7 separate regions of the Mus musculus genome follow, and regions 2, 3, 4, 5, 6 and 7 are each linked to region 1. Evidence: chromatin contacts called from public HiCAR-type, HiChIP or PLAC-seq, Micro-C and promoter capture Hi-C data. All regions are on one chromosome and are shown on one strand. Each heading gives the region's core, a stretch centred on a gene start, on an enhancer-like site or on the middle of the called end of the contact. The rest is flanking DNA. Distances are from core to core; before and after follow the strand shown.

Region 1 (2,746 bases), core at 112-2,611:
CTACAGGACCTCCGATTCTTTCTCTCTTTCTCAAATTATTAACTATTCGGGCAAATAAGTGTTCTAGCAGAGTATGGTCACACTTTTTTTGGGGGGGGGAGCGGGAAGGTCACGACCCAGAACTTCAATTCACTGCAAGTCTGAGTCATTCGCATTTAGAGGCGATCTGGAGTGTGACCCCAAGTCACGCCTCGTAAAGACTGAGAGATGGGGGTCACTCTTATACCTGATGGCTTTCCCGCGTCCTGAGGCGTGGGGTCCCGCACAGGCCACTGGTTCCGGGTGTTCTGGCTCTCGGGTCGCGAGTCGCTGGTTGGCAGGGTCTCGTCGTCCATGACGCCGCACTTGGCGCCGCCACTGCCCCGCCGCCTTCGCCTCAGGATGTGGAACTGCGGCCGTGCGGATGACTCCTCCTCGGGCACGGCAGGGGCCAGGCGCTCGGTGGCCACTCCAGGCGCTGGCTGAATGAAGAACTCCTCTCCTTGTAGGTAGAAGGCACCACGCACACCTTCACAGAGGCTGAGGGCTGCGGCAGAGCCGGGATCACCGTTCACCGTGCCAGAGTAGAAGCAGTGAGCCAGGTCCCCGGTGGGGTCCAGATGTTGTGCCTCGGACCCGGGACTGCGCCCCACAGTCTGCAGGGTGAAGCCAGGCGCCAAGAAACCGCTGTCCGGCTGCAACTTCAGATGTAGCTGCTGGCCAAAGGCGTCCAGACGAAGGCGTGTGGTGGTGGAATCGTGGCCCGGGGCGCGCTCCAGCGAGGGCAGGACCAGCTCCTCATCTTCCTCCGTGGGGCGCCCGTGTGCGCCCCGCGCACATAGCAGCATTGTTATGGAAGCGAGGAGCAGCAACAGCATGTGTGCGGACAGAGAGCCCCGAGATCTCGCTGCCCGCTGGACGTCCCCCATGTCGGAGCAGGGCTTCTGCTTGCGTGACCCCAAAGGGACTTTTGGCTGCATGGCACCGCACCCTGCACCGCAGAGAACTCTTGGTCTGGATAGACGTTTAGACGCGTAGAGCTTCGCTGGCCTGCTCCTGATGCTTAAAATTCACGATCACTTTGATGGGAAAGTTCGTGCAGAGCTAGCACCCGAAGCTCCGGGTCACTTAGAAAGATTCTGCACTGGCGCGCGGGAATTTTTTCATTCCAGCACCGAGTTGGTGGCTCCGCACTGCTGGCTGCTGCAGGACCTAGAAGCGCCCCCGGAGCTGGGGAACAAGTCCAGAATAGGAGCCTGGACTCTTCGTCCTCCGCCTTGGCCCCGATTTGACTCGATCTGAGCAAGGATCTGCTCTCTCCGCCGGGCTGTGCGCTCTGGCCTTGCGATAGCACCTAGCTCGGAGCTGCTTTCTAGCGAGTGCAAGGACCAGGCAGCCCCGGCCGCCCCTTTATAGCCACATAGGAGCCCCTCCTTCCCCCAACACTGCGACACCGCCCCCTGAGCTCAGTCGGTGCTAAACCGAGCTCTGCGCCTCGGGGCCTGAAGGGGGAGGGGGCAGCCTCCGCCCTGGCCTCACGCCACAGCTCGTCACTCTGGGGGTGTAAGACGCCGAAACAGCGCTGGGACCAGCACTTTGTACAGCGCTGGCTGCTCTGGGGAAAAGAGTGAACCTTTAACTTCATCTCTCGGCTGCTGATTCCCGGACCACCCTGCTTCCTGTCGCCCTTCCTGTGCCCCGGCTGGGCTGCAGTTTCCAAGAAAGAGGGTCGAATTGAAAAGATTCCTCAACATTCCTTTTCTCCCCTAGTCAGAGCCTCTTCTGCCCCAAAGTGGGCTATTAGCTACAGCTGCCTTTTCTTAAAAAGCACCCTACTTTTCCGTCTCGTCTACGTTTCCATGGGCACCATGGCTAAAGCGTCCTTCTCTTTACCCCAGCTTTTCTTGGGCAAAGTGTTGATTCTGCGCTTCTCAGGAAGAGAAAAGAAAGAGAGAGGAAGAGAGAGAGAGAGAGAGAGAGAGAGAGAGTGTGTGTGTGTGTGTGTGTGTGGTGGTGGTGGTGGTGGTTCATAGAGCACCTCTCCAACTCTGGATTCTAAAAATCCACGTGGAACGACCTTAACAGTTTCCTCAAGTCCTACCTAGAGACCTCTGGGGTGGGGGGTGGGGGTGGGGCGATGTGTGTGTGTGTGTGTGTGTGTGTGTGTGTGTGTGTATCTTGGCTTTTTCCAGAATAGTCTATCTGGAACCAGCTTTAGTTCCCTAGAGACAAAAAAAAAAAAAAAAAAAAAAAAAAAAGGGATTTCTGCTTTCTCTTCTTCATTGGAGAAGCAACTCCCTTCTAGTCTGCGTTCTTCCAAAATCTTAACAGCAGCTGCTGCAGGCCGCAGGCCAGGCGGACAGATGCATCTAAGATTCCCCACTTCAGTATCAAGTCCAAAGCGGCGGCGGGGGGGAACGGTGTGGGGGGAAGGAGGGTTGGGTGATGGGGTGGAAGGAAACCGAGTTCCCCTCCCCCCCCCTCCCCGCTTCCTACCGGGAAGGGAAAGGCAGCATCCGCGTTACGAAAGTCACAAAAGCTGAGCCCTTCCAACCCCGGCCCCTAAGAAAAAGTCGAGAGAGGCTCCTGAACTGAGAAAGAGGGAGGGGTTCTGTGACCCAGAGGAAGGAAATAGTTCACAATGCTCTCACTGGCGGAAAGGCATTAGGACAAGCTTGAGAACCACAGCCCAAGTCCTCAGGCAGACCCGCGCGCTCACACCAGCTAGCTCTTGCTCCCTGCCCTGCCCAGTTCTGGGCTCCCGACT
Region 2 (2,746 bases), core at 84-2,583, 500 kb after region 1:
AATGAGTATTATAGCTTCAATTTATAGAATATAAGGGGGAGTAATTCAGCTCCTCACATCATATTATCTATCTTGGCACAGCACTTTTAAGTTTTTTGTATTCGGTTTGATGTTTAATCCTATCAGAATCTCTAAAACCATCCTAGGCTACTCAAACCCACATTACCTTCAGAAGGTCTTGTACATCTCAGAACTGTTTCCTTGGCACAAAGTGGAGAGTGTAGTTATATGTTAACTATCTGCTACATTCCATTCGGCCAACGCAGTGGACTAATTTTCCCATGTCTGTTTCACATGTGGGTTCCTGTTGAATGGGCCCTCTCTGTCTGCTTCCTAGGATTCTTTAACATTACTATGCCATCTACAAAAGCCAGAGAGGCCATTTCCTGAATACCTATCTACTTTCTATACTTTAAGAACCTCACAATGTAGGTTACCTGGATATGTTTCTGGTTACTGGAGAATAATTCTGTTAAATAACGAGGTTTAGTACTGTTGTATCTGTAGGTATCTGTTGCCTGGTTAATGCAATGCAATATAATGAGTTGCCTCATAGCCTACCCGCATATGATCCCACTATGATGGACGATATCCTTATTTCTTTAAGTTTATTTTGATGAATATTTTGTCACAATAGTAAGGAAAGTAATTAATTCAGGTAATTGGGAACAATAAGTTTGGATGTTAGAGTACAGGAGAGCAAAATGCCAAAAGAAAAATAGAAAGTGATATCTTGATTCCTACTTTCTCTATTCATTCATTCATGCATTCATTCATTTATTCATTCTGTCTAATCCAATATGTAGGTATTTAAGTCTCCTCTCCATCCCGTCCTCTCAGATCCCATATCACCTCTCCTCTCCCCCAGACCCAGTGTTCCTCCATTTCCCTTCAGAGAAGAACAGGCCTCCCTGTGGTATCAAACTTGGTACAATAAGATTCAATAATACTAGGGATATGCCCTCCTTCAAGGCTAGATGAAGTCCTACGGTGTGGCAAAAGAGTCAATGGCACTGCCCACTGCCATTGCTAGGAGTCCAACAAAACTCAAGGTAAATAACTACAGCATGTATGCAGAGGATATGGCGCAGACCCATGCAGGATCCGTGGGTGGCTGCTGCTTCAGTCTCTATGATCTCTGATGAGCACGGCTTAGTTGTTACTGATGGCAGTGTTCTGGTGTCCTGTACTCCTGGGTTTTCAAAGGGTCACAAGGGACTGTGTTTTCCAGTCCACAGATGAGGAGTCATTTTAGCAAGATACTGCACATACTGCATTCTCTCTGTGTCCTAAGAATCTGAGTCAGATTGAGGTCACAAGCATGAAGGAATTTAACAAAGTCTCAAGACCAAGGAATTCAGGCTATGTCGCAGTTGCTGTTCATTCACATCTTCTGCTCTACCATGAAAAAGAGCAGGAAGTGGAACAAAGAAGATGTGAGCATGTATCATTTGGTGGGAAGGAAGGAATCTAATTTGTAGCCAGACTGGAGAGACTGCAGACTGTTCTTGCTGAGGACTTGAGTTGGATGTTCAGCATTCAAGACAGGTGGCCCTCAACTGCCTTTAATTTCAACCTGTCTAGACAAATGGTAGAAATTTATGGCATGCAAGTAATGTTTGGATGCTAGGATACTATGTTTAATTTTTATCGTTAAGTTGGGAGGATATAGAATTAATTATTGGAGACTGAGTAAGGAGACAATATGGGAGGAAATGACATCTTTTTTTGTTTGTTTGTTTGTTTTTGTTTTTGTTTTTTGAGATGTGGTTTCTCTGTGCAGCCCTCGCTGTCCTGGAGCTCACTTTGTAGACTAGGCTGGCCTCAAACTCAGAAATCTGCCTGCCTCTGCCTCCCGAGTGCTGGGATTAAAGGCGTGTGCCACCAAGCCTGGCACTGGAAATGACATATTCTTAAACTTTAATTAAAAAAAAAAAACAATAAAAATAAACAAAGTAAACATAATCTGCCCCAGAAGAAAACAAATTCACAAACTAAGACTATTCATTCTTTGAAATCTGTGAAATTACAGTTCTCTTTCTTTCATGGCTCAACTACAATTATCTACTGATTTCCAGGGGTCTAGCTTTGGGCAGTGTTATTTTCTGCATCATGGACATAGAAATCCTCTTAAATCAGTTGTGTAAAAGATATGGGTATAAGGAGGAAATACCCAGGGAGCTGGGCGGATCTGCAACCCTATAGGTGGAACAACAATATGAACTAACCAGTACCACCACCACCCCCCTACCCCCCTCCTTGGAGCTCGTGTCTCTAGTTGCATATGTATCAGAAGATGGCCTGGTCGGCCATCAGTGGAAAGAGAGGCCCATTGGTCGTGCAAACTTTATATGCCTCAGTACAGGGGAACGCCAGGGCCAAGAGGTGGTAGTGGGTGGATGGGGCAGTGGGGGGGGGGGTGTGGGGGACTTTTGGGATAGCATTGGAAATGTAAATGAAATAAATACCCAATAATAAAAAATAAAAAAAATGAGATTATATTAGAAAAAAAGTTTAATGATGCTGTTGTGTACTTCTCTAAACATAGTTAAACTATTCATAAAAGAGAGAAACATTTTTACACTATTATCAACAGAAAACATTTAGAATACTTTTTTAGACATCAAAAAGAATTTTTTTTGAATTTTGTCTTTTTTTCTTTTGTGACTAGAAACAAAGCAACTTTATTTGGAGGGTGCTGGACTTTTAATGTTATATTTATTGATAATCTTTGGAATGAGGTTTC
Region 3 (2,746 bases), core at 83-2,582, 420 kb after region 1:
ATTTTGTATTTTGAATTAAATTCATTATGAGCTCCCCCTGACTGTGACACCATGCAGAATCTTCATGTAAGTATACTGTCAAATGAGACCAAATCCTAGCATGAAATGGGGAGTTGGCATGAAGTCAAACTAACACATAGCCCAAGAGCTATTGGCAATTGATAGATTCTGAGAAAGGAGAGGTCAATTTTGCTTAATTTTACTCTCTCTAGTAAGGTAACCACATTCCAGCACAAGGCAGCGCATCTAAGAATATATGGGAAAAAGGAATTGTACTTGATGGAGAAAAAAATAAATAAAAGAAGACACGAAGTTGGCTATGTAGGGAAGGAGGAGTTTTGGATGTTGGAGAAATTGCCAAGGAAAAAATATGAGCAAAAAATTATTTTATAAAATTCTCAAAAAGCTAATAAAGCTGAGTTAAAGATAAAACCAAAAAAAGAAAGTGATGGTAGTGACATTGTGCTTAGTAGCTGTTTCCTTTTGAGTTGGACTTGACCACTGACATCTAGGTCAGAGCAGCATGGCAATTTACAGAATGACTGGCATATCGCCATTAATTCTTGGAGGAAGGATAAAAGATAAGGAAGCTTATGGAGTTTTAAAATATCCTCAGAAGGCTCCTTGGCTCCTCAAAATTTTGTAAGGGAAATCAATTGACCAGAATGGAATTTTTTAGTCATGTAGAATTCTATAAATGAACATACGGACTTCTAGGTGGTAGAGCTATATCTGAGTTTACCCATGCTTACACAAAACATTTTGTAAAAAAAACTATAATAACCATATTTGCTAAACTGGACTTCCAAAGAATCCATTCTTATATCTGTCATTTCATCTCTCACTTGAATGAGTCAATATTCCATATGTATCCCGGGAAAAGTCATTTGTCATAGTGAACAAACATGAAGTAAAATCTGCAAACATGGAGACCGATATAGGAACTAATCTGAGATGACTCTGAAGAGAAGAGAGACAGAAAGAAGGGAACAAGGTACAATGTTTGTCAGAATGTGTCCACCACTCAAGACCGTTACTTTGTTGTAGTTGTTGTTTGGTTAGTTAGGTTTTTGTCTTGTTTTTGTTTTCTGTTTGCTTGCTTCTTTTCAGAGAAGAAAAACTTTAAAGGTCTTAAGAGTGAGAGTGATTTGAAGTTACTAGACTTTAGGGGTTGAATAACGGATGTCATTGGGGTTTTACAAAAATAACTTTCTAAAGAACATTGGGAGAACAGCTGAGATTGAATAATGACCTGAATTTCTGCCAATCAGCAGGCTGATGAAACATTCCCCAGCCACGCTCAGCCTCCAGAGGACTGACACACTGAAAACACATGGTGAAACCGATCAGAGAATGAGAGTCTGACTAGGCAGGTGTGGTGCTAGAATGTGATGGGAAGGAATGAGATCCCAGAATAGAGTTCACATAAAATGACTGGCTTCATCAGGCATGGGTGTGAGTAAGAACCATTGATGAGGCCAGACAAGCAGCATCAGGATATTAAGGGATTGGGAGTTTTTATAAGTTTCTAACTGTACTCCATGTAACTAATAAAATAGCACAAGAGAAATTGCCTTAAAACATATCTATTTAAAGTGCTGGGTGTTTCCAAATATGTCCTGTTAATGTGTGACCTAAAAATATGTTTGTGCGTTGCTTATTGACTTGAATTCTTGGTAACCATATGTGCTTTTACATGCTTATGCTATCTTTCCATCTACAGCTATAGATTTAAAAATAAGTGCACTAGTTGGCTTTATATTGCTAGAATGAGAGGCACTGAAGATAATCGAGCTATATAAAGTAAAAGACTTATTTTGGCTCACAGACTTTAAAATTCCAAGTGTATATTCCAGTTGTTTTAGGCCCATGGTGAGATTATGTGATAATTAGAACAAAATTAATCTCTTTGTGGTGGGGAAGAAAACAAGAAGAGAAGAGGAGACTTGGGTTCCATGATTTCTTTCAGCATATGTCCCAAAAAGCCTACAAACTTCTTAGAAGGCTTCCATCTTTAAGCTTCACCCCCATTCAACAGTAGACCTTGGGAAACAGGCCTCTAAACTCATAGAATTTAAAGCATTTCATAAATAAACAACAGCACTATCTAATAGGCTATTTCACAAATCACTGACATTTTATGCCTTGGTGAAGAAAACTGTTATAATAATTTTTTGGTGTATCATAATTTGACTTAATTAAATCAAATACATAAGCTTCAAATATTTGACTAAATGTAATATGAGAGCTCATTTTTTAATAATTGAATATAGTGTGGAGAAACTTTTTTGCTGTTCTTTTCTTAGATAGTGAAAATTCTATCGTTAAAATAGAAAACTCATGATTTCAGCAAATTAAAGTGCGTAGTTTCAGTAACTGTACTTTTAATTTCCAATCAAGACAGTGGGACTTCCTGTTTCTCTGCCAGCTATCAGATTCAAAATGATATCTGGCTATCAGTCAAAATAACTAGGGTGGGTTTCAAGACTTTTGTGATGATATTTCATTTCCAGCACTACATGTTATTTCTCAACCTATGCCTTAGTTATTTATCTTGTTAGTGACTAGATAGGAAGCAATTTCATGGGGGAAGGGTTTTGGCTTATGGGAATACAGTCCACCATGGGGAAGATATTGTAGCAGGAGCTGCTGGCCAGTTGGCCATATGGCAGCCATATTCCACCAGCAGAGTTTAAAAAGGCTATGAGTCTAGCCCTATAAAATCTGAAGACTTGTACCTATTTAT
Region 4 (2,746 bases), core at 90-2,589, 390 kb after region 1:
TATGGTTTTCTTTCTCCGTTTCCCTCACACCTCCAGCTTCTCCTCCTGGAGCCTGTTCCTTCCTCAGACGCCTTTATCCTTCCATGTCTCACATGGTTTCTGGTGTATTCCCATCCCTATGTCATTATCTAACTTTATACACTCTCACTTTCTTGTCTAGTGTTTTTAGACTTTATCTACACTTGCAGCAAGCTACTTATATACATAAATACATTGTAGACTGTGTTGAACACATGAGGGAAAAGGTTTTCTCTGTATTTTGCGTGTTTTTTAAATTCTGTTTAAGGAGATTACTAGGATGATTATTATTATTATTATTATTATTATTATGTACCTTAATGGAAAACCTTCTCTTGAGTTTTAGCCCTGTTCTTAACACATTCAGAATGACTTGACATAGGAACATACATGTATGTATGCTGGAAGAAAGTTAACTGAATAACAGCCTTCCATCAGCGTGGTGTGTGTGTGGGGGGGGGTGTATATAATTCACACATTCAAGAGAAAAGTGAGAAAAATAGACAAACTCTGCCATTGTGTAATAAAAGTAAATGATTTAACAAAATAACTTATCAGAAAGGCAAAATGTACCGCGAATAATTCTAGAATTGGTCATATATTGTGAGGAGCAGGTGTGGCGGCAGTCCCAAGTTGGCGCCCAGGACTGCAGCTAAGTCTTATGACTTGCACCTGACTTCCTCATACACCTGAAAATAGCTAAGACCATCGTGAGAGCTGCACAGGTGCACCATGATGCTGGCGGTTTAAACAAGTCCATATTTGGTGGAGACATGCCCCTGCTGCCCTGATTGGCTGAAGCTGTGTGCCTGGTGAGGTGACGTGGCCTGCTGTGAGTGGATGGGGACTGAGAGTATATAAGAGCGAGAGGCCCGGGGTTTGGGGGAGAAAGATGAGAGAAAAAGTTGAAGAGAGAGAGAGAGAGAGATGAAGACGGAAGTTTGCTGAATAAACTGCTGTTAGAAGGACTGGTGGTCGTGTCGTTCTTGCTGGTCGAGAGCGGAAGCGACAATTGGTGGCCTGTATAGGGAACCGACTCCCCCACCAAGGAGTTCAGAACTTTCAGCAGTCAGTGGTTGCCAGCAGGGTAAGTTCACGGTAAGTGAAACTTAGGACCCCAGGAGTTTGGGAAGGACCTCGGATAAAATAGAGGCAAATATAAAGTTGCCAGGAAGCAGGCACAAAGTAAAAGTGAAACCATGGGGACAAGTTAAGGTTCCTGGCTTTGGGACAAGTTAAGGAACTCTGATAAGCTCAGTGTAGTGATCAATAGATCCTCGCTGTGTAGTTATGCTTTTTTCTCCCATTGACCCTTTGTGGGTAGGTCTGATAGTTTTGGTCTTGTTTGTTCTGATATATGGACGCTGTTACTGTTTGAATCGAGAGGCAGTCAAGGCAGGTCAGAAAATCCTTATAGAGCAACAAGAGAGTATGTCGGAAGAGGAGAAGGGCTTAAAAAGAAAAAAGAAAAAGAAAGGAGACACAGAGTTTTCAGGTGGACAGAAAGGACAAAATAAAAGCTGAGGTGGAGGAGGAAGGCGAATTAGCTTCTGCGCCCCCTCCCTATGCCTCCTCGGCAGCCGCATATAGAAGGACCTTCTGTCCGGAGGTTTGGAGAGAGGTTAGATTCTCCTTGCTGGGATGTCCTATTTTCACGGACCAAGCAGGGCAGAGATATCATGAGCCTCTAGATTTCAAAGTAATCAGGAATTTGGCTGAGTCCGTGCGGGTGTACTGCTTAACTGCCTCCTATATTGTGGCTCAAGTAGAGGCATTGAATAGACACTGCATGACGCTGTCAGACTGGGCAGGCTTGGTAAAGGCATGCCTTTCACCTGGGCAGTGTTTAGATTGGAAAGCCTTCCTTATTGAATTTACAAATAAACAGGCGGTGGCTAAAGTTGCTGCAGGAAATCCAGCATGGGATAGGGATATGCTGCTTGGTCAAGGTCGCTTTGCACAACAACAGACAGGATATCCAGTGCAGGTGTTTGAGCAGGTGAATCAGATTGCCATAAGGGTGTGGAAGTTATTGCCCACCGGTGTTGACGGTGTTGCAGAACTCCAGAGAGGCAATGAGGCGCTGAATCAGGTGAGAGAGGAGCGCTCTCAATTGGTTTGGGAGAGAGGGTCTGTTTGTGTGTTTCCCCAGGATCACTGACAACAGCTGTGGGTCCCAGAACGGCTGACCAGAGCAATTCAAAACAAGCAGAGCTGTGAGGACGTGGATGTTCCTGTGGCTGGGACTGCTTCTGCTAGTGAGAACTGAAGAGCTACATTGGGGAATTAGTCTGTGTTCCTGAGGCCCATGCCATTGACGCATTCAAGTGTTTCCTCAATTCTTTACATCTAATGCTTCACTACAATTGCCTTTTTTTCTATGCTGCATCAGCTAAAGGGATTGTTGTGTTTTCAGATGATTCAAAATATTTCACAGATGAGTGATTGTGTTCAGCTGTATCTACTAAAACTAATGCTACCTGGATTCGAGGGGTGTGAACTGCCAGTATCCAAGGGCAATGGCACTATACCTCCCAACCTAGATGGGCCCCCCTTCCTTTTTGTAGGAGTGTTCCTGATTCCCTTCCACCTTGGGCAGTGCCCCTTATATGTATGGTTGTTATGTGGGGTGAATGGTAGTTGCACTGATCTTTCCCCCTTAAGCCAGGTGGCAGGAGGGGCCTGGGGTAATGCAAATTTTATTGGAATGGTTCTAATGTGTTTGAAA
Region 5 (2,746 bases), core at 110-2,609, 340 kb after region 1:
TGCAGAAAGAAGCAATCCTAGAAGATTCAGGCCTCCACCAAGGTTTGCGCTGTTATACTTTTCCTCTCCAGAACTGTGGACAAATATATTTATGCTGTTTTCTGCTATTTATCCTGTGACAAATTGCTGCTACATTTCAGGAAGCTAATAAGTCACCGAGCTTTGGCAATTCCTTGAATTATTTAATCTTATAGATGTTGCTAGTTTATTCATGAAACAACAAATTAATCTCATTCTTAACTTACCCTGCCCTAATTTTGTGAGATAAATGTTGAGGCTTTTGCCATTCTGTTTGTAAATGAACCCATCTTTTAGGGATAAGACAGAAGCTTGGCCTATTTAAATGAATAGTTAGACATGACTGGGAGATGTCAGAAAGTGATGTTCCAGGAAAATATCCAGAAAAAAGAAGACGGCTGAACCTTAGCTCTTCTTCAAAGGGGAAATGGGGAGGAGCTCTGTGAGCAATGAATAACTAATCATTTTGGACATTTTATCCCAACAATTTGAGTTGCAATTCAAGATATGTGTTTTTATGTCAAAAATTATTGTATCTTGTTTTGTCCTGTTTGTTGGTTTGTTGCTGTCCTTTGAAGGCTGCTCTTTTTCTGAAGAGAACCAGAGGACAAGTGGATCTGGGACAGAGGAGAAGTGAGTGGGGGCTGGGAACAGTGGGAGGAGGAGGAACTATGGTCAAGATATATTGTATTCAACTAAAAAAAAGTTTAACGTTTTTCAGATAGAAAACTCTAACTTACATTCAACATATTCCCATACACGATCCCATAGGAAGAATAACAATATCAATCAACTCAGATTTCCCAAAGCATCCAGAGTACCCATGGAGGTACCCATGGCTCCAGCTGCATGTGTAGCAGAATTGACTTGTCTGGCATCGATGGTAGGGGAGCCCCTGGGTCGTGTGTAGGCTTGATTTGTTGAGAGCTTTTGGTGCCACTTCTAGGAATTTGACATTTGTCACTGGGCTCAGACAAGGAAGTAGGCTCATATAAGAATATGAGAAACAATGATTGTGGGGCTTTGTTTGCTACTTTGCTTGTGTGATCCTTTTGCTTACTACTTTACTTAGTTACTATCTTGTGTGATATCCTTGTTTACTACTTTGTTTCATCACTTTGTCTTTGATCTAAGAACTGACCGTGTTCTGGATGGACCTAGAATGATATTAAAAGCAGGCTGGAGGGAAAGAAGGCTGCTTCAGCCTCAGCCCTGGCTGGAGTCAGGCTATCATTTTGTGTAACTGTTTTTTTTTCCTTTTCAATCCTCACTCCCTCGCCTGAGACTCTGCTGACTGACTCAGCTGGCTTGGTCACTGGATGATCCAACAGAGTGGAATGCTAGGGCACTGAGGCAGGGGTGGTGGCTGAGTGCTGAAGCACTCTCATAGAAGCAGAGGGAAGCGGGAGAGGATAGGGAGTTTGTAAAGGGGAAACTAGGAAGGGGGATAAAGTTGGAAATCTAAACAAAGAAAATAAAGAAAAATAAAATAAAATGCTTTGTAGAAGGACATGAACATCAAAGAGAATAAACCAAACAAAATTAAAATCCTGCCAAAATTTGTTTCAAATGACTCAAGGAGCCAGTGTTTGGAAGTTTGATATACAGGTTTCAGTACTGTCTTTGGCTTTTATCTAAAAATGATATGAAGCATCTGAAGGTAAAAATGTAATATGCTGGTTACTTACGAATATATAGTTTTATCTGCTCATTTAAAAATATTACTCAATTATTTTGTCTTTATAAATAGCTATGTTTATTATCTATTATCTAGCCACATGTACTTTTGTACTCGTGGATAGATTATGTCTTTCCTGGTTGATGGCTGTGGTTAATTTTTAAGTATATATTTTTGAAATTTTAATTACAAATTCTCCCTTCTAACTCCTTCCATGCACCCCTTTACTTGCTGTCAAATTCATGGCCTTTTTTTCTTTTCAATTGAATATAGAGGCCAGTTAAGAGCTAAGGAACTCTAGACCAGGATGAATTCAAGCAAAGAGTATTGAGAAAACAATGCAAGATTATGAGTCATAAATATTACTGCACGCGTTGCAACTTTATCTCTTTGAAGCTATCTTACATGTCATGTAACATACCAGGAAAACAATTATCCCTGGATAAAGGGTTAATATTGCCTAGATATCAAGAGGAAAGAATATTAAAGAAGACCATGTACCAACAACCTTCAAAGCAATGCCCATCTGACATATCGCTGCCTTCTTAGGTAAAAACTAGACAACCTCTTTCACCTTTCAGTCATTTTATTGAGAACTTAATATCGTTTGCTGAGACTGTTTGCTTCATTCAAATAGTCGCATCCTGAAGAAACTGCTCATAGACCTCTCAGGGTTGGTTGATGTAATAACAGTCCACACTTCCATAAGATTCTGTACTCATAAGCTCTATTGGGGAGAGTGGCATTATCCCTTTTCTGTAGGACATACAGCTTTGAGCAGGTCTTCTAGAAGAATCGATTACAAAGGAAAGACACTTCAAAGGTCCATGGAGTGTGTGGAGGCTGTAAGTAACCGGATGACTTCTGTGACAGACAACACTGACAAGACTTACTCTGGTCCCACTTCTTCCTGTGAGGCAGGTGTCCATACTCCTTGAGAGAGGACGAGAGTCACAGAGTCTTCTATAAATAAAAAGATCCAGTAAATTGTAGCTTTTTCAGGTTAGCTTTAAGCCAATCATGCTTCTATAGTTCATTGGTCAGGCAAAC
Region 6 (2,746 bases), core at 157-2,656, 290 kb after region 1:
TATATTGCACACAGCTTACTATATGAACCTCAGTTCTGTAGGGCTTCTTTATAAATAGACACTGCTGAGTCACTGTGATTTATTATTTTGGTAAAATTTCAGAGTAGTAGCTATGAACTTTTTATAAAATAATGTACAGGACTGAGAAAGAGCTGAAGGCAATTAACAGGATGGAATTTTGTTTCAGTCAGACAAAAACCATCTCTACTTCAGGGTAGACATTCAAAACATGGCATGTTCCCTCTTGACCTCTCTTCTGTATTAATGATGAATCCAAAAGAAAAAAAAAGAAAGAAAGAAAAAACAAAACAAAACAAAACCCAGGAACAAGAAAAAGGACACTCAATCTTTCTTGCTGTGATCAGACAGAGAGGCTAAAGGAAGGACGCCTCCTTTGTAGAGAAGATGAGCATAGTGCTCCACAGTTCTATTCTGTCCATGCTACCCTCAGGGACTACCTTAGAGACAAGTTGGAATTTGTCACTTTGGGCAGAGTGAATGTCACACTATAGAAAGGAAACAAAGATTCTCACAAGAGAACAAAGAAAGGTGAGTGACCCAAGGACTTGAGTTGAAAGTTATATTTTTGGAGTGATTTCTAAGGCATTTTAGAAAAGCTCTGGATAAAATAATTCATTTATTTCCTTTTTCTTCTGTGGTTGTCTGACTTCAGTGTATTTAAGGTTATGCAGAGCAGCTTAGTATAATACAACTGCTGACATTTCATTCAGGGAAGCAATTAGTTCCCATTAATTTTGCTGTTCAGAAATGACAAATCATAGGTATTGGGGGGTTGTTTATGTATGTGTTGCAAACAAATATTTGTTTGTTTGCATGAGTATGTATTGTGTGTGCCTGCATGTGTGTGTGTGTGTGTGTGTGTGTGTGTGTGTACATGTTAGTAAAATATGAGATTGACACTTTGGGATATTTTCCTTAACATACATACACACACACACACACACACACACACACACACACACACACACACACACACACACACATATATATCACAATTTCTTACTGAAACTGAATCTCACGAATTCAGCTAAATTTATAGTCAATGAACTCCATAGACCTAGCTGTCACTATCTCCCAGTGATGTCATTACAGACATGTGCTACCATGTCAGGCTATGAGTCCTAGAGCTCTAAATTCAGTATCCCACCCAGCCTACAATGACATTATGAGAAACTCTGCTGTCTTTCTCTGTTTGCCCCTGCTCTGTGACTTGCCCAGGAGAGACAAACAACGGTCTATTCACTGCACACAGAACACTGACAATAGGTCAAGGAAATGATTCCAGTAAAGGCTAAATTGATGATCCAGTGAGTTTACTGGGCTTACTGGCAAGAATGTGGGTGTGGGGTTACTTACAAAAGCATAAGTGACTCAAGGTCCACTGCATTCCTGAAAAGCCCAGGTCAGCATGGTGATGAGTCATTGAAGCTACATCTCTGGAGTTTCCTATCCAGTCTCTCCCTTCCAGAGATAGCTACTACATTTATAGCCAATGGGCGGTGCTTTGGGAATGTGGGACTTCCTAAGTTTCCTGGGTCTTGTAAGTTTCATTAGCATTCTGAAGCTTCTTTGATTCCCTCAATGAGAGAATGTTGCTGAGGAAATATATTTTTCTGGGATATCAATTTCATTGTACCTCAGAGAGAAATTGAAGCTATAGGAGTAAAGGCGCCTCAAATAAATAAATCTCCATTTATCCCATCTTTTTGAAGCACTGTCTTTTAGTGAATTTTTGACATTTAAATTATATTTTGTTTTGTTTTGTTTTATTTCTATCTCTTTCAATAGAATCCTCCATTTTTTTCAGAGATCACTAAATGTGTAAAAATATTCTAGTATTCAGTGTGTTTTGCTATTACCCAGCTATTCAATGTTGAATATACAAGTTCAGTTTTTTCCATTTATTCCTTTAATCCTTTTCTCTAAGTGATCTCATTCTTTTACGTAAATACAGGCATGATATGTTTGCCAAAAATTCCCAAATGTATGACATTTGTTTGACTTTGTTTTTTAGCTTTGTATCTGTATATTACAACGATTTTTGTGCTTCTGGTTACCATATCTATGGAACAAATACTGGTAGCCTACAGGATGAAAGTCTTTATTTTTGTTTATAATTGTATTACTCCCATATATTTCAAAAGGGCAATACAGCATTATGCCTATTTTATCTTTTATTAATTCTTATCATTATCTACTTATTTTCTTTGATTTTGGTGAATGATCTTACAAAAATAAAATTTGCTTAGATCATTTTCAATATTTTTGCTTTACAAAGAAGTCATGGGGCTGGAAAAATGGCTCAGTGCCCTTATTGCCAAACCTGATGACTTGTGTTCAGATTCTAGGGCTTAAATCATTGAAAGTGAAAATTAAATTCCTTAAGTTGTCCTCTGTCTTCACACTCATGATGCAGTATGAATGTTTATGAATGAGTGTGTGTATATATGCGTGTGTATGTCTAACAGAGAGAGAGAGAGAGAGAGAGAGAGAGAGAGAGAGAGAGAGAGAGAGAGAGAGGGCATTATGAAAAGGGATTTATTTTAAGTTGACTTATATGGTAGTAGCTGTATATTTCAATAATATCAGTCTGATCTCTGGATGAGGAGAGAATTCAATAGTGGCTCAGTCTAAAATTTTGAACACTTCAATTGTCACAAACCCAAATCTGGTATTGAATTGAGAAGTATTTCTGGAACCACTGGTATGAAGTCTATCTACATTG
Region 7 (2,746 bases), core at 65-2,564, 270 kb after region 1:
CATAACGAATAAGCTTGTGGAGTGGCTAAGAGAGATGTGACCCAAGAGACCAGTGTTTCAATGCCACTGCTGCCCCTCAGAGCTCAGGGAAGTCAGGGGCTTCACTACAGCTTCTTAAGTTTCTTCACCTTATACTTAGAGAAATTTGCATTTGAATGTCCTTAGAATTGCCTGACTATAAAACTTGATTTTCCACTCATAAACATGTGAAATAAGTTCACTTCTGATAAATATCTCTCCTTATAGAAGGGAAATAAATTACTCTTGCTTTCAACATTGGTATGGTCTCTGGGTGATGGGAAATGGAGTTTCATGTTAAAATCACATCTGTCTGGAAACTGGGAAGGTGCTTCAGTGGATAAAGCATTTGCCTCATAGATCTCACACACACACACACACACACACACACACACACACACACACACACACACACACACACATTTAAAATACAGGTGTTTTAAATGCTATCCCCAAAGGTAAATGAAGAAAATATCTAATAAAAAATAAAAATAAAATAAAAAGGAAAAAATATAATACAGATGTTTTAAAATTTTAAATTACTGTAATTAAGTATTTATCATGATGGTAGTGAAGATGGGCATCTAATTTATAACTTGTTTAGTTACTGAGCTGCAACAATGCTGACACAGAGTGCTTAGTCTCTTCTGAAATTTATCTTACTCCATTCAGTCTCTGAAAGGACTGGCACCTCCCTCTGAGAGAAGCCAGAGGAACAGAGGAGAGAAAGATGAATATATGGACTATGATATATGTGCCATTATATCTGGGATTCATGTAGAGTTGATCCAGGGTTTCTGCATGGTGGAAGGCACCCTACAAAAAAGCTATGTTCCCAACCCTGATCTCTATAACATAGTATTGATAGGAAAAACATATATATTATGACATGTCTCTTAATCTTTGTGCACATTGATCTCTATCAATATTTTATTAGAAACAAAATTATTATCTGATACCTAAAGCAGTCATATAAATAATTGATAATTTTTTTCATTTCATTCAAGGCTCCCGAAGCCATTAATGAATGCAATTCAAATCTGTAACAAGTTTTACAGAAACCTATTAAAAACTCTTTTAAGACAATAAGCTGAAATATCATTGTTAGCCTATTTCTCAATGATATAAAGTATACATAGACACAATTGTTTTTCCAAGTGTGAGTTAAGGGAATATAAAAATGCTGTTCTTAACATAGTTTCATAATTTCTTGTCATGGGAGAAGACAGAGATAGTCACTGACATGGGAGGAGACAGGGTTAGTCAGTGACGTGGGAGGTGACAGGGCTGGTCAGTGACATGTGAAGAGACAGGGCTAGACAGTGACATTATTCCAAATTAAACCAAAGAGTGAGAAAGTCAGTGAAGAAAGCCATGTTGTAATTCTCTTTCAACCCTGCTGATCCAGGAGAGTGACTCTTCTCCTTATGTGTAATAAATTGGTTTGACAGGATTTGAAATATGATTAACTATCTTAAAATATGAATATTTGGGTAAAGGATACTCCTGGTTTCCAAGAAGATGCTTATTACTGACAAATTCCCACTGTCCATGGAAATCTCTTTAAAACAATAACATTAAGACTGTATTTTATACATTTCCAAGATTTGATTATATTTGTACAAGACCCATTCTGATGTGGCAAGAAATATAAAGTGATGACCTCTCTCTGCCAGTAGATTCAAGTGGCTGCCAAGAACACATTGGTGGGCTCACGGAGAGTGCTGTGCACAGTCCCCACCCAAACTGACTCATTCCTTGGTGAGGTTCACCGAGGGAGGAGAGGATCTGAGCATTTGGAGGGCTCTTGAAGGAAAACACGCTTTGAATGTGGACGCCTGCTGTCCTACTGACAATCTTGAACTGTAACAATTCTGTAATGTGTGCCTAAGACATCTTGAACTCATTATTAGGAAACATAAAAACTATGATTTCTGCTACATTTTCACTTATTTAGAAAATACGTGATTAACTATATAATGTATAACAGCCTTATAGCTATGTAGTTATATATAGCTATAACCTTATAGCTCTATAGCTTGTATATGTTTTATATATAAATCGTATACTATATAGCAGTGTTGTGTATATCCTGTTGATTTTTTGAGCAATTTCTTTCAGTATCAAAAAGAGAAGACATCTATTTTAGTCTTGGGTACAAATGGTAATTCTTAAGGGATCTTTATGCTGTTAATTTCATATGTACTTAAGTCCCATATAGAAAGAAGGCATTTAGGGACAAGTGTGCAAATATTCTACCAATTTTGACTTTTCATCCCACTTCTTTCTCTTTCTGTCTCTCTGCCTCTCCTTTTTTAATCTCTCATTTTTATCTAAATTGCAAGGACTGTGCTGTTGTTCCCCAAGATTACTTCCCTGTGAGAAAAGCAGCATGAGAGAAATGAATTATTTCAATTCTGAGACATCTTGACAATCACTCCTCTGTAGCAGAGAGTCAGGGTGCCAGGGTGTTAATTACTTTGAATAATTATTTAAGTATATTAATACTTAGCAAAATAATGTTTCTTCTTGATTAAATTAATTGAGAATTATTTTTAGAGTAACTGCTATTCTCAAACACACATTCACACTTGACCGAAATAGGGTACAATACAGACCCTAAACACATCTCAGTGAACTTTCTAGCATCAAATAACTTGCATGAATACAAGAATAATAAAAATAAAAATAATTTTAAAAAAGAGTAACACCAATTTTCCCAATTATT

What was found. Promoter capture Hi-C pulls out the DNA fragments that hold promoters and counts their contacts. Hi-C and Micro-C count contacts between places; a contact is called where the count stands out from the background. HiCAR-type assays count read pairs that join an accessible place to other places. HiChIP or PLAC-seq counts read pairs in DNA pulled down with a chosen protein or histone mark.
Region 2: a contact with region 1 is called in a Micro-C map of brown adipocytes, with 11 times the contacts expected there. The contact joins the enhancer-like site here to the promoter of Adamts1 in region 1. A contact is called at or near these places in 17 of 39 promoter capture datasets (the 3T3-L1 cell line, 3T3-L1-derived adipocytes, the HPC-7 cell line and 9 more), 4 of 15 datasets of contacts at CTCF or cohesin (hippocampal excitatory neurons, liver, pro-B cells and 1 more), 144 of 484 Hi-C or Micro-C datasets (the 3T3-L1 cell line, 3T3-L1-derived adipocytes, the AML12 cell line and 68 more), 33 of 115 datasets of contacts at active chromatin or transcription factors (the NIH/3T3 cell line, PVALB interneurons, astrocytes and 25 more) and 4 of 9 other capture datasets (adipose tissue, embryonic stem cells, liver and 1 more).
Region 3: a promoter capture Hi-C map of the 3T3-L1 cell line shows a contact between it and region 1, with 12 times the contacts expected there. The contact joins the enhancer-like site here to the promoter of Adamts1 in region 1. A contact is called at or near these places in 8 of 39 promoter capture datasets (the 3T3-L1 cell line, 3T3-L1-derived adipocytes, the HPC-7 cell line and 4 more), 8 of 484 Hi-C or Micro-C datasets (the 3T3-L1 cell line, Sertoli cells, adipose-derived mesenchymal stem cells and 5 more), 4 of 115 datasets of contacts at active chromatin or transcription factors (embryonic fibroblasts, embryonic stem cells, fibro-adipogenic progenitors and 1 more) and 1 of 9 other capture datasets (embryonic stem cells).
Region 4: a contact with region 1 is called in a promoter capture Hi-C map of liver, with 3 times the contacts expected there. The contact joins the enhancer-like site here to the promoter of Adamts1 in region 1. A contact is called at or near these places in 6 of 39 promoter capture datasets (embryonic stem cells, hippocampal neurons and liver), 3 of 484 Hi-C or Micro-C datasets (the HL-1 cell line, embryonic stem cells and liver) and 3 of 115 datasets of contacts at active chromatin or transcription factors (embryonic stem cells, epiblast stem cells and hepatocytes).
Region 5: a contact with region 1 is called in a HiCAR-type map of fibro-adipogenic progenitors, with 7 times the contacts expected there. The contact joins the enhancer-like site here to the promoter of Adamts1 in region 1. A contact is called at or near these places in 5 of 39 promoter capture datasets (the 3T3-L1 cell line, 3T3-L1-derived adipocytes, cranial neural crest and 2 more), 8 of 484 Hi-C or Micro-C datasets (the 3T3-L1 cell line, the G1E-ER4 cell line, adipose-derived mesenchymal stem cells and 5 more), 3 of 115 datasets of contacts at active chromatin or transcription factors (embryonic stem cells and fibro-adipogenic progenitors) and 1 of 9 other capture datasets (adipose tissue).
Region 6: a contact with region 1 is called in an H3K4me3 HiChIP or PLAC-seq map of stem cell-derived neural progenitor cells, with 20 read pairs. The contact joins the enhancer-like site here to the promoter of Adamts1 in region 1. A contact is called at or near these places in 4 of 39 promoter capture datasets (the 3T3-L1 cell line, the SN4741 cell line, embryonic stem cells and 1 more), 3 of 484 Hi-C or Micro-C datasets (embryonic fibroblasts, lens fibers and muscle stem cells), 5 of 115 datasets of contacts at active chromatin or transcription factors (the NIH/3T3 cell line, embryonic stem cells, epiblast stem cells and 2 more) and 1 of 9 other capture datasets (adipose tissue).
Region 7: a HiCAR-type map of fibro-adipogenic progenitors shows a contact between it and region 1, with 2.1 times the contacts expected there. The contact joins the enhancer-like site here to the promoter of Adamts1 in region 1. A contact is called at or near these places in 2 of 39 promoter capture datasets (embryonic stem cells and liver), 4 of 484 Hi-C or Micro-C datasets (the C2C12 cell line, the HL-1 cell line, embryonic fibroblasts and 1 more), 1 of 115 datasets of contacts at active chromatin or transcription factors (fibro-adipogenic progenitors) and 1 of 9 other capture datasets (pancreatic islet).

Annotation. Positions count from the first base shown.
Region 1 is chr16:85,801,752-85,804,497 of GRCm38.p6, forward strand. Adamts1 (a disintegrin-like and metallopeptidase (reprolysin type) with thrombospondin type 1 motif, 1) reads right to left here and starts at 1,362. Exons shown (of 9, transcript NM_009621.5): 1 at 227-1,362. The coding sequence starts at 959.
Region 2 is chr16:86,302,733-86,305,478 of GRCm38.p6, forward strand. No RefSeq gene overlaps it. Among named protein-coding and RNA genes, the nearest start is that of Gm32357, 68 kb to the left of the region's middle. Within about 2 kb of position 1,334, at least 32 of the 459 cell types and tissues checked have an H3K27ac peak or open chromatin away from gene starts, as enhancers often do. A contact at or near this core is called in the C2C12 cell line, the C3H10T1/2 cell line, the NIH/3T3 cell line and 7 more, where this site is marked.
Region 3 is chr16:86,221,884-86,224,629 of GRCm38.p6, forward strand. No RefSeq gene overlaps it. Among named protein-coding and RNA genes, the nearest start is that of Gm32357, 13 kb to the right of the region's middle. Within about 2 kb of position 1,333, at least 16 of the 459 cell types and tissues checked have an H3K27ac peak or open chromatin away from gene starts, as enhancers often do.
Region 4 is chr16:86,195,397-86,198,142 of GRCm38.p6, forward strand. No RefSeq gene overlaps it. Among named protein-coding and RNA genes, the nearest start is that of Gm32357, 39 kb to the right of the region's middle. Within about 2 kb of position 1,340, at least 4 of the 459 cell types and tissues checked have an H3K27ac peak or open chromatin away from gene starts, as enhancers often do. A contact at or near this core is called in hepatocytes and liver, where this site is marked.
Region 5 is chr16:86,137,037-86,139,782 of GRCm38.p6, forward strand. No RefSeq gene overlaps it. Among named protein-coding and RNA genes, the nearest start is that of Gm32357, 97 kb to the right of the region's middle. Within about 2 kb of position 1,360, at least 54 of the 459 cell types and tissues checked have an H3K27ac peak or open chromatin away from gene starts, as enhancers often do. A contact at or near this core is called in adipose tissue, adipose-derived mesenchymal stem cells, embryonic fibroblasts and 1 more, where this site is marked.
Region 6 is chr16:86,093,280-86,096,025 of GRCm38.p6, forward strand. No RefSeq gene overlaps it. Among named protein-coding and RNA genes, the nearest start is that of Gm32357, 140 kb to the right of the region's middle. Within about 2 kb of position 1,407, at least 45 of the 459 cell types and tissues checked have an H3K27ac peak or open chromatin away from gene starts, as enhancers often do. A contact at or near this core is called in the NIH/3T3 cell line, the SN4741 cell line, embryonic fibroblasts and 1 more, where this site is marked.
Region 7 is chr16:86,068,332-86,071,077 of GRCm38.p6, forward strand. No RefSeq gene overlaps it. Among named protein-coding and RNA genes, the nearest start is that of Gm32357, 170 kb to the right of the region's middle. Within about 2 kb of position 1,315, at least 10 of the 459 cell types and tissues checked have an H3K27ac peak or open chromatin away from gene starts, as enhancers often do. A contact at or near this core is called in fibro-adipogenic progenitors, where this site is marked.